3 separate regions of the Mus musculus genome follow, and regions 1 and 3 are each linked to region 2. A link is a contact called in public promoter capture Hi-C data. All regions are on one chromosome and are shown on one strand. Each heading gives the region's core, a stretch centred on a gene start, on an enhancer-like site or on the middle of the called end of the contact. The rest is flanking DNA. Distances are from core to core; before and after follow the strand shown. Region 1 holds the start of Map7d3 (MAP7 domain containing 3). Region 2 holds the start of Mmgt1 (membrane magnesium transporter 1). Region 3 holds the start of Smim10l2a (small integral membrane protein 10 like 2A).

The links. Promoter capture Hi-C pulls out the DNA fragments that hold promoters and counts their contacts. Capture Hi-C pulls out chosen DNA fragments and counts their contacts.
Region 1: a contact with region 2 is called in a promoter capture Hi-C map of pancreatic islet. The contact joins the promoter of Map7d3 here to the promoter of Mmgt1 in region 2. A contact is called at or near these places in 11 of 39 promoter capture datasets (the 3T3-L1 cell line, the C10 cell line, the SN4741 cell line and 7 more), 6 of 115 datasets of contacts at active chromatin or transcription factors (cardiomyocytes, embryonic forebrain, embryonic stem cells and 1 more) and 2 of 9 other capture datasets (adipose tissue and pancreatic islet).
Region 3: a contact with region 2 is called in a promoter capture Hi-C map of the HPC-7 cell line. The contact joins the promoter of Smim10l2a here to the promoter of Mmgt1 in region 2. A contact is called at or near these places in 4 of 39 promoter capture datasets (the C10 cell line, the HPC-7 cell line and pre-B cells) and 1 of 9 other capture datasets (liver).

The regions. Positions count from the first base shown.
Region 1 is chrX:56,820,922-56,823,840 of GRCm38.p6, reverse strand. Map7d3 (MAP7 domain containing 3) reads left to right here and starts at 1,516. Exons shown (of 16, transcript NM_177293.3): 1 at 1,516-1,604. The coding sequence starts at 1,538.
Region 2 is chrX:56,596,534-56,599,391 of GRCm38.p6, reverse strand. Mmgt1 (membrane magnesium transporter 1) reads left to right here and starts at 1,448. Exons shown (of 4, transcript NM_146234.4): 1 at 1,448-1,607. The coding sequence starts at 1,529. It overlaps Gm36239 (a long non-coding RNA gene), which reads right to left and starts at 1,200. Exons shown (of 3, transcript XR_386934.2): 1 at 1,090-1,200; 2 at 238-334; 3 at 1-129.
Region 3 is chrX:56,372,781-56,375,802 of GRCm38.p6, reverse strand. Smim10l2a (small integral membrane protein 10 like 2A) reads right to left here and starts at 1,286. Exons shown (of 2, transcript NM_183030.2): 1 at 595-1,286. The coding sequence starts at 1,166. The coding sequence ends at 930.

The sequences.
Region 1 (2,919 bases), core at 267-2,766, 220 kb before region 2:
AAAATGTTGTACTGTACTTGCTGAGAAGCAGGACTTTGAGGCTCTAATTAATTTTGTCCGCCTCAATTACTGTCCTTACATTTGTGCCAGATCTAGAGAGGTAGCTTGTTTTGTGATAACTTTCATTTTGAACAGTTGTTGTAAACATTTAGTGACCATTTGTATTTTCTTTCCTTCGAAGAGGCCTGTTTATGCCTTTTGACCACATTTAAAGGTCATTTGATGTACTTTCACATGTTTGTGCACTGTAAGTTATAACATTTATTTTCTATTCTCAAAAGATTCATCTTTATTTTTAAGATTTATTTATTTATTTATTATATGTAAGTACACTGTAGCTGTCTTCAGACACCCCAGAAGAAAACATCAGATTTCGTTACAGATGATTATGAGCCACCACATGGTTGCTGGGATTTGAACTCAGGACCTTCGGAAGAGCAGTCAGTGCTCTTAACCACTGAGCTATCTCTCCAGCACCTCATCTTTATTTTTAAATTGTATGTATGGGGGCGGTGCGATTGAGTGCAAGTGGGCACTGGGTTACCCTGGAGTGCAGTTGTAAGCCATCTGACTTGGGTGCTGGGGATCAAACTCAGGTCCTCTTGGAGGGCTTGATTTACTCTTATCCAATGAGCCATCACTCCAGGTCCCGTTTCTCTTTCTTCACCTAATGAAATTTCCTCATCTAAGATGAAGTACATGCGTACCCTAATGAGAAGCTTGGGGACTATATTTCAATACTGTCACTTACTGTGGTGACTCTAGACAAAGGGTTTTAATTTTTACTTTCCTTGCCTGTAAGTTGGGACAGTAGTGGTACATACTTCCTAGGGTAGTAGGGGACTAATAAGTTTGTGTATTACTGTAAGTGGTAAGTGTCATGGTACAGGGAAAAGATGGGTAACCACTATCAGCTTCTTCGGTTTACAGTTCCAATATCACTTGAAGACTCAGAGAATTCATTCAAGTGCTTATCCTATAAAGAGGCTCCTGGGCCTTCCTCAACCATAACTGCCTGCCCATAACCATGTGTTAACATATACACGAAAAAAAGAGGTGACACATCATCTATTCACCCCTCACATCCTTTACCCCCAAACTGGGCTTTTCATGTAATACTTCAAAGGTAATAAACGCTCATAGTACAGGAAGATGCTTGGCAAATGGGTGTTAACTTATGGATGGGGAACTATGGAATGTTGCAGCATTCATCAAGTAGAGGCGATAAAAGGAAAAGAACGGTCAATGGCCAAGTGGGCAGCTGATTGGCTGGAGCCCAGAACGCATCACAATAGAACCGCCAATATAAGAAAGGCTTTCCTCAGACAAAGTTAATAGCTTTCCAGCCAGCTTAGCCACAAGCATGTGAGAGCTAATGCTACCTATATTGAAGGTTCATGGGAAGTGCGGGGACTACCCGAGCCCCGCCCTGCCCCGCCCCCCGGGGTCCCAGCCCCGGCAGAGGCCAAAGAAGAGGCGGCGCCTGCGCCTTGCCGCCCAAGAACCACCTCCAGTGGTTCTCAACTACTCTCTGAAGATGGCGGACCCCACTTTTGCTGCTACCAGTAGCAGCACATCTTTCCGGGGGCTACACGAACGCTTGGGTGAGTGAGATGGATCATAGTCCCAGGGGGACAGGGACACTCATAGGCAGTGGGGTTGATGTAGCCCCAGGATCCAGAGAAGTAGCGTGGCTCAGTAACTTTTCCGTGGAGAGTCCCCTCGGTCCCTCATGGTCTATGATCCCCCTCATCTCTCTCAACACCTTAGGGCTGGGGCAAGAGAGATCAGAGAACCAGGACATGAAGGGGAAACCATCGGGCAGTGCTGTCAACATTCCAAAGACCATTGCTGGGCGGGCGGGAGCTACCAAACCCTAACTCTAGCCCTGTCTGCGTCGGGGACCAGTGACACCGCAGCAACTGCGGGAAAGCTCAGGGATGGGTGGGCGCTGGCCCGTGCTGGGCACATCCACACTTCAGGGTGGCCCTGCCAGGATCGGAAAGTTTGGGTTTTCCCTGAATCCCAAGGTGTTGGCGTTTTCCAGGTTCAGATCCAGGCGCGCGGGGGGCGGGGGGAGAACTGACGCTTAGGGCTTAGAATGTTGGGAAAAGATTTCACTTTGCTACGGCACGTGACTTTATCCCTAGGCTGAGCTGAATGAGAATCCTCACCTAGCAATACTTTCTCAACAGGTCCTATAATCAAAACTTTTTCTGTCTGGGGAGACGAAAAGGTTGGTGGGGTGTATTAATCTTAACAATTTTGGCAGCACCTATTTAATTCAGGAAATTGTGCGAGAAGGACAAGACTACTTTCCCCAGATATGCCTGTGAATAAGATGATTTTGATTGCTATAAAAATCTTTAAGGAGTTTTACATTGTAATTAGATGTACATATATTCATTTAGTGGGTTTTCTATGCATTTTAATATGCTAATACTAAAGAACTATTCTTATCTTAACAAATCACATTTTATATTTTCTACACAACTGTTTTAAATTAAAACCATTCAGCCAGATGAGCTTTAAAAACTGTGTGACTTAACTTGTTGCTTTTCCCTCGTTTGTTTAAATTCACAAATGGTTTCTCAGTTTAGAGCACGTTACTCAAAGATTGGGACCTATAAATGCAAGGAAAGCTACTAAGACTGAGAGCCAGATTAACAGCGTTTTAGAGCAGGAGAAACTTTAAAGTTAGTCTAGCAGCCAGAATCCCAGACTCAGAAGTCTTGAGCCACTTCCACAGCTTGGAGGTGTGCGGTATTAGGCAGCCTGATATTTTGTTACTATTTCGAATGGTGCAGTCGGGCTGGGAAGGGTGCTCTCCCCTAACAATGGCTGCTGGACACAAAGATTTCAGCAGTTTCCCACCAGCCTTTCAGTAGCTATTTGTTCTCCTGGTATCAACTGTTTATC
Region 2 (2,858 bases), core at 199-2,698:
TCAGTGATAAAAACACTCTTTGTTCTTCACCAACAGTTGTTCACCCTTCATCCAACATGTTTGTATGCAATGCCTGCTGTTTGACAATGTTCTAGAGAGGGAGAAAGCTGTCTTCTTGCAGCTCCCATCCTAGAGTGGGAAGAGAGGCAGCAAACAATAGCAACCCAACAAACATAATAAAGAAATAACATCGTTTAGAAGATGATATAAAGTCAGAATAGAATAAGGAGATCATACCTGAGAATGCTTCAACTTTCAAAGGCATGGTAAGGACCAGCAGTACTGACCAGGTACTGGTGAGTCAACTGATTCAGATGACACAGTTCTTTGGAGACTGATGGGAAAGAATGGTAATCAGGCTTCACACTTATTTTGTGATATGACATCAACAAAGCTGTGCCACTCAGCCAGGGGCACTGAAGTAACTTATATAGAGTTGAGGGTGTGAGTTACCTTTGGCCATAAAAATGTCGTGCCCACAGGGTTTACTCACACGCAAATGAATACTCAGCAGTGAGTAGCTAGGAATGCTGATCTGGAGCTAAGGAGTTATGGTATTTGAGGTAAAGTTGTTGATTTGGAATCACTGGAAAAACTAAGCTGGTCTGAAGTGGAAATGAACTAATGAGCTTGCTGAGAGTAGAGCGAAAAGAGATCCAGGAAAAACTCTCCTTCTGAATGCCTACATTTTAGGAGATGAAGATAAAAATGGAGAAAGGTTACAGTTGTGTGCTCATCAGACTGTTTCCAACATCCCTTTATTCTCCCTTCATACATTCTAGCTTTCTTCATGACAAAACAGTCCCGCTGTGCTACACTCTCTTTTGTGTGGATCTTGCTCATAGAAACGTAAAGCAGAAAGGTAAGATGTTGAACCAATGCTCTGAGCGTCCCCAACATGCGAGAGTTCAGGGCTCCATACCCCCCAAGTTACTCTCTACACTTTATTTACTTCCTCACGTTGATGCCCTTGCAACCTGCCTCGGTAACCGTTTCTGAGGCCAGAGGCATAAGAAAGACTTAGTGAAAGGAAAGGACTCTGTTGGGAGGAAAACCAAATCAATTAACCAATTATCAAATACCAAGTACCAGGCTTTCGAGTTCTACGCCCACAGCCATTTAGCAACGCCACCAGCCCCACCTTCTTCTCCTCCCAGGCCTTTCCGTAAGTCCCGCCCCTTCTCCAAATCCGGCGCGTATTTGCGGACGCTCTACCTCGTCTCCCCATTGGTCTCGCTCGGCCTGTTCTTTCACGCCCCCAACTCAGCCCTGCCTCTCTCCGGGAAGCTGCACTGCGCAGTCGCAGAGGAGGCCTCAGGCCCTTTTTCCGTGTCGCTGTCCCCTTCTTCCCGGCATTCCTTTTTCCGCGTTCTCTCGGCGGCTCTCTGGGTCTGGCCACCGCCGGCACTTCGCGCCCAGGGCTCTGGTGACGTCATGTTCCTGCGCCGCGTGGACGCCCGCCGGTGAAAGGAGGAGTACCTCTGCCGCCCTTCGTCTCCTTTTGTTGGGCTGCCGCTCCTTCTGAATCATGGCGCCGTCGCTGTGGAAGGGGCTTGTAGGTGTCGGGCTTTTTGCCCTAGCCCACGCTGCCTTTTCAGCTGCGCAGCGTAAGTAACTGAGGGACTGGGACCGCTCGCGTGGGGGACACCAGGGGCTGTGGGGGCGCTCCCCTAAGGGACTGTTGAACCCAGTGCAGGAGAGCCGTTTTAGGTCGGGGTGACTAAGTAAAGCCGTGCAGGGTCCTCAGCGGAGGGCTTGAGATCAGATGGCTGAGGAACACCTAGATTGCAGGACGGCCAGAAGAGGTTGCTGAGGTTTGAGAAAGAATTCAGACCGGGACTCTGTCCCAGAACTCCAGACACGACATGCCATATGCAGCCTAGGTAGCTAAGACAAAGTGTGGAATTGAGAACTTTGCATGCATGTGGCATCGTGACAGCTAGCTAGACAGCATCCCGGCCACTCTGCTGTCCAGGCAAAGACGGAGAAGTTAAGTGACCGCTTGCCTCAGGGAGGCACTGTGACACGGGGAAAGAGCAGTGGACTGGTTTAAAAGGTTGGTTGTTAACATTTTGCTTAACTGTTAAATCTGTGTGACCTTGGGCAAATGATAACGGTGCTGTATGGTGGGTTTTTATTTTTGTATTTTTTTGTTTTTTGTTTTTGTTTGTTTTCTCAGATCAATAATTGAAGTTGCTTCTGCTTTTAGGTGCTAGAGGTTCCTTGATTCCTTTAAGGGAATTCTTAGACTAGTGGAAAAACTAGTGGGCCAACAAATAATTGCAGTAAGATAATGTGAATGTTCCAAAGGTGTGTGTGTGTGTGTGTGTGTGTGTATGTGTATGTATGTGTGTATGTATGTTCATGGGGAGTAGTAATTTGGTGGGACCCTGGGGAAAGTGCCTTAGAGCTTTGCTGCTCATAGTGTGGTCAGTAGAGCAGCATCGTGGACATCACCTGGGACCTTGTTAGTGTCTACTCAGGCTCCACCTCAGAACTGTTGAATCAGAATATTCGTTTTAATAAATCCCTGGGTGATTTATAGTTTGTGAAGCACTGTCCTGGAGGAGAATAGGATACACTGGAGTACTGGTTATTTTCGAAGTAAGCTTTGGCTCTACTATAGTCACAAAGCAAGTAAGGCCCTTGCTTGAACTCCAACAGCCTCATTTTCCCAGTGAAGAAATGCCTAGCTGAAGATAGTCTTAAATTTCCAGAGTAGACTTCATTCAAACAAGAAAGTTAGCTAGAAGTGTGTCATTAAAAGGTTAATCCAAACAGCATATGATATTGGATTGATTTTGCTTTTATCCCTGTCCTTACAGGCTCTGTAAGTTCAAATATACTCTGCCTGCATA
Region 3 (3,022 bases), core at 37-2,536, 220 kb after region 2:
GTGGGGGAAGAGATGGCTAGAGCCAAGTATTTCCTGTTCTTCCCTGTCTGCAGATGCAGAGCCTCAGTAAGGTCCTCAGACCGGGTTAGGGGAATAAGTGGCTGAGTCCAGTCCCCTGCCCCATCCCCAACAGTGCTCCAGGCAATTTGGGAAGGGCTGTGCACAGCTGCAGAGAGTATCCTTGGGCCTCCCTGCCAAGAAGGAGACAGCCTTCGGATTGGCTCAAAAAGATCTGTTCATTTTATCTGCTCACCTGACTTAGGTAGAGATGGATGGATAATCTTTACTGTCTAGGGCCTTCCTGAGACCTCACTGGCCCAGTCCTCTCCCATTTAGGGTTCAGGTGACATCTCAGGAGTCCTCTGCATAAAAAGGGGTTGGATGCCTGGAAAGTGGGGGCGGGGGCGGGGGGTTCTCTGACAGTGTGCTGGTGATGAGCTGACTCTCCAAGATGCCCCTCGCCCCATCATGAATCACTCTACCAGGCAGCCGGTGTGCCCCGCTGCATTCTCTCTTTCCATAAACCAGTCTGGGTATTTACATGCAGTGGCCACATACCCCCCCCCCCCACCATTCCAACCTGTGGTCGCCTACCTTTAGGCACAGAGCCTGGTAAATCAAGTCCTGTGGTAGTAGCATGCTCTCTTTTGGGCTCTCCCGCTTTTGGCCAATGGGGAGGCAACAGGTTTGCCAGACTCTGGTGATTCTCTGGATGCAGAGGAAAAGGACTGGGCTGTGAAGGTTTTTGCGGTATGGGATGTGGTTCCTCAGGCCCTTCGCAGAGACCTAAAATGGAGGGGCCCGGGCCGTGCCGCCTGCGCCCCCCGCCGCAGTCTGGAGGCACTGTGCGCCCCGCTGTCCTTCCTGCGGCCGCCAGGATGGCGCGGAAGGCGCGGATGGCCCTCTCCTCCGTGGCGGAGGGCGTTTGCTCACTCGATCCGCACCTGCAGGCGGACGTTGAGCATCACTGAGGCCACCATGTAGAAGTAGGGGAAGTTCACGCGCAGGCGCCAGGCTAGGTCGAAGAAGGTGAGTAGCGTGCGCGTGAGCCCCTTGCAGAACGCACCGTAGGAGCTGCGTGTCGCCGCCCAACGCGACAGTCGCACTGCCAGGCCAGACAGGGCCGCCGCCGCAGCAGCAGCAGAGAGGGCCGCAGTCACCGCCATTGGCCTGGCTCACCGCTCACCTGCTGCAGAGCCAGCTCAATGCGCTGCGCCACGCCACCCCACTCTGTCCGCAACCCCGCCCAAGGGCTCCGGGTCCGTGCAGCCTTCAATGCTCCACCCCCAGCACCGCCGCCTTTGTAGCTCTCCGCCCTCTCTCCAGACCTGCCGCTGCTCAGCTCCGCCCCCTCAATGCAGGCTGGAGGCAGAAGTCCTTCTGCTAGTTCCGCAGGTATCATTAACTCATACAGGGTCCAGCTGCTGCACAATGGCTGTAGGGCTAGGGCCAGACTTGCTTCACCGGATTGACACAATCCCATGGATAGGAACCCTCTCTCCACGAAGTCCCAAACCTTCCAAGTGTTTGTCCCACCTGTTCATCGTATTCTTTCTTCCTAGTGTGTACAAAGACTGAGTGGCCTAGAAGGTGTGTTCCTAGGATTCACTGGGGAAATCGGCTAAGCAAGGGTGTGGGGGAGTTAAGGGCTAGCTCTTGGGAACTATTGATATTTCGATAGGAAACTATACCCAGAAATTCTCTCCTATGCACGCTAACACCCTCCACTGTCTCCCCAGGAAGCCAGGTCAAAGGACTCATTGCACCTTTCTTTATTCTCTCTCTCTCTCTACCCCTTTCTCTTTCCTTAACATCTCAATTATTTATGTATGTTTATTTTCTTACGGTCCTTTTTGTTGGCGTAATTTTACATAGTTATACAGTGTGACAATTAAATCCATGTATACAATGCATAAAGATCAAATCATAGTAATTAACCTCTCACCTTATTATTTCTCTGTGTTTGGAGCCTTCTCTCTTCTAGTTCTATTTAAAAACACAATAGGTTGTTATAATCTATAGCCACTGATTTGTCCTCTAGGAACCTAGAACTTAGTCCTCATACCTAATTGTATCACACTGTCTGTAATCCAGATTTCTAGTTCTCTTTCCTGTCTTCTTAGTCTGCTGTAACTCTCTTCTTTTTGAATAACCATTTAAAAAAATAGCCAGATTGAGTCATTACCTAAGACATTCCTTCAATTTCTTTTCTTTTCTTTTCTTTTTTTTTTTTGTTTGGATTGGATTTTCTTTATTTACATTTCAAATGTTTTCCCCTTTCCAGGTCTTTCCTTCAGAAACCCCCTATCCCATCCCCTCTCCCCCTGCCTCTGTGAGGATCCTCCCGCCCTGGCATTCCCTTACACTGGGGCATGGAACCCCCTCAGGCCCAAGGGCCTCTCCAACTAATGTCCAACAAGGCCATCCTCTGCCACATATGTGGCCAGCGCTATGGGTGGCTCAATGTGTACTCTTAGTGTACTAAAATGTCCCACACAGTGCCATCAACTCAATGGCGCATGCATTTTGTTGCTTTTCTGTTGGATTTGCTGGTCGCTCTTTCATGTTAACATCTGATCTTTCTATCAACAGGGTCCACCGAATCCAATCCAAAGCCAGGTCATCTCCAGAGATGCAGGGAACTGTTCGGTCATCTCTGCAAAAGTGAGGGCAAAACAGCCAAGGTTCCACATTGCAGCGCGATGCTTACGTTCAGTAGGTTAGGCAGAGTAAGTGCATTTGTGTCTTAGGATGTCTTCAACTTACAATAGATATACAATAGATATAACAACTAGATATAAGGAGTGTAAATCAAAGATATTGATATGGAGTAGAGTGACCCCTCCATCCTCATTTTTAGTTTATAGCACATCTTTAGTTATGCTTGAGGCTGTGCATATCCATATAATTTTAGAATCAACAATCAATTTTGTCTGTGAGTACAAAAAGGCATTGCTGGAAATTGTGTTAAATAAATAGACCAATTTGGGGGAGAAACTGACATCATTTCTATGCTGATTGT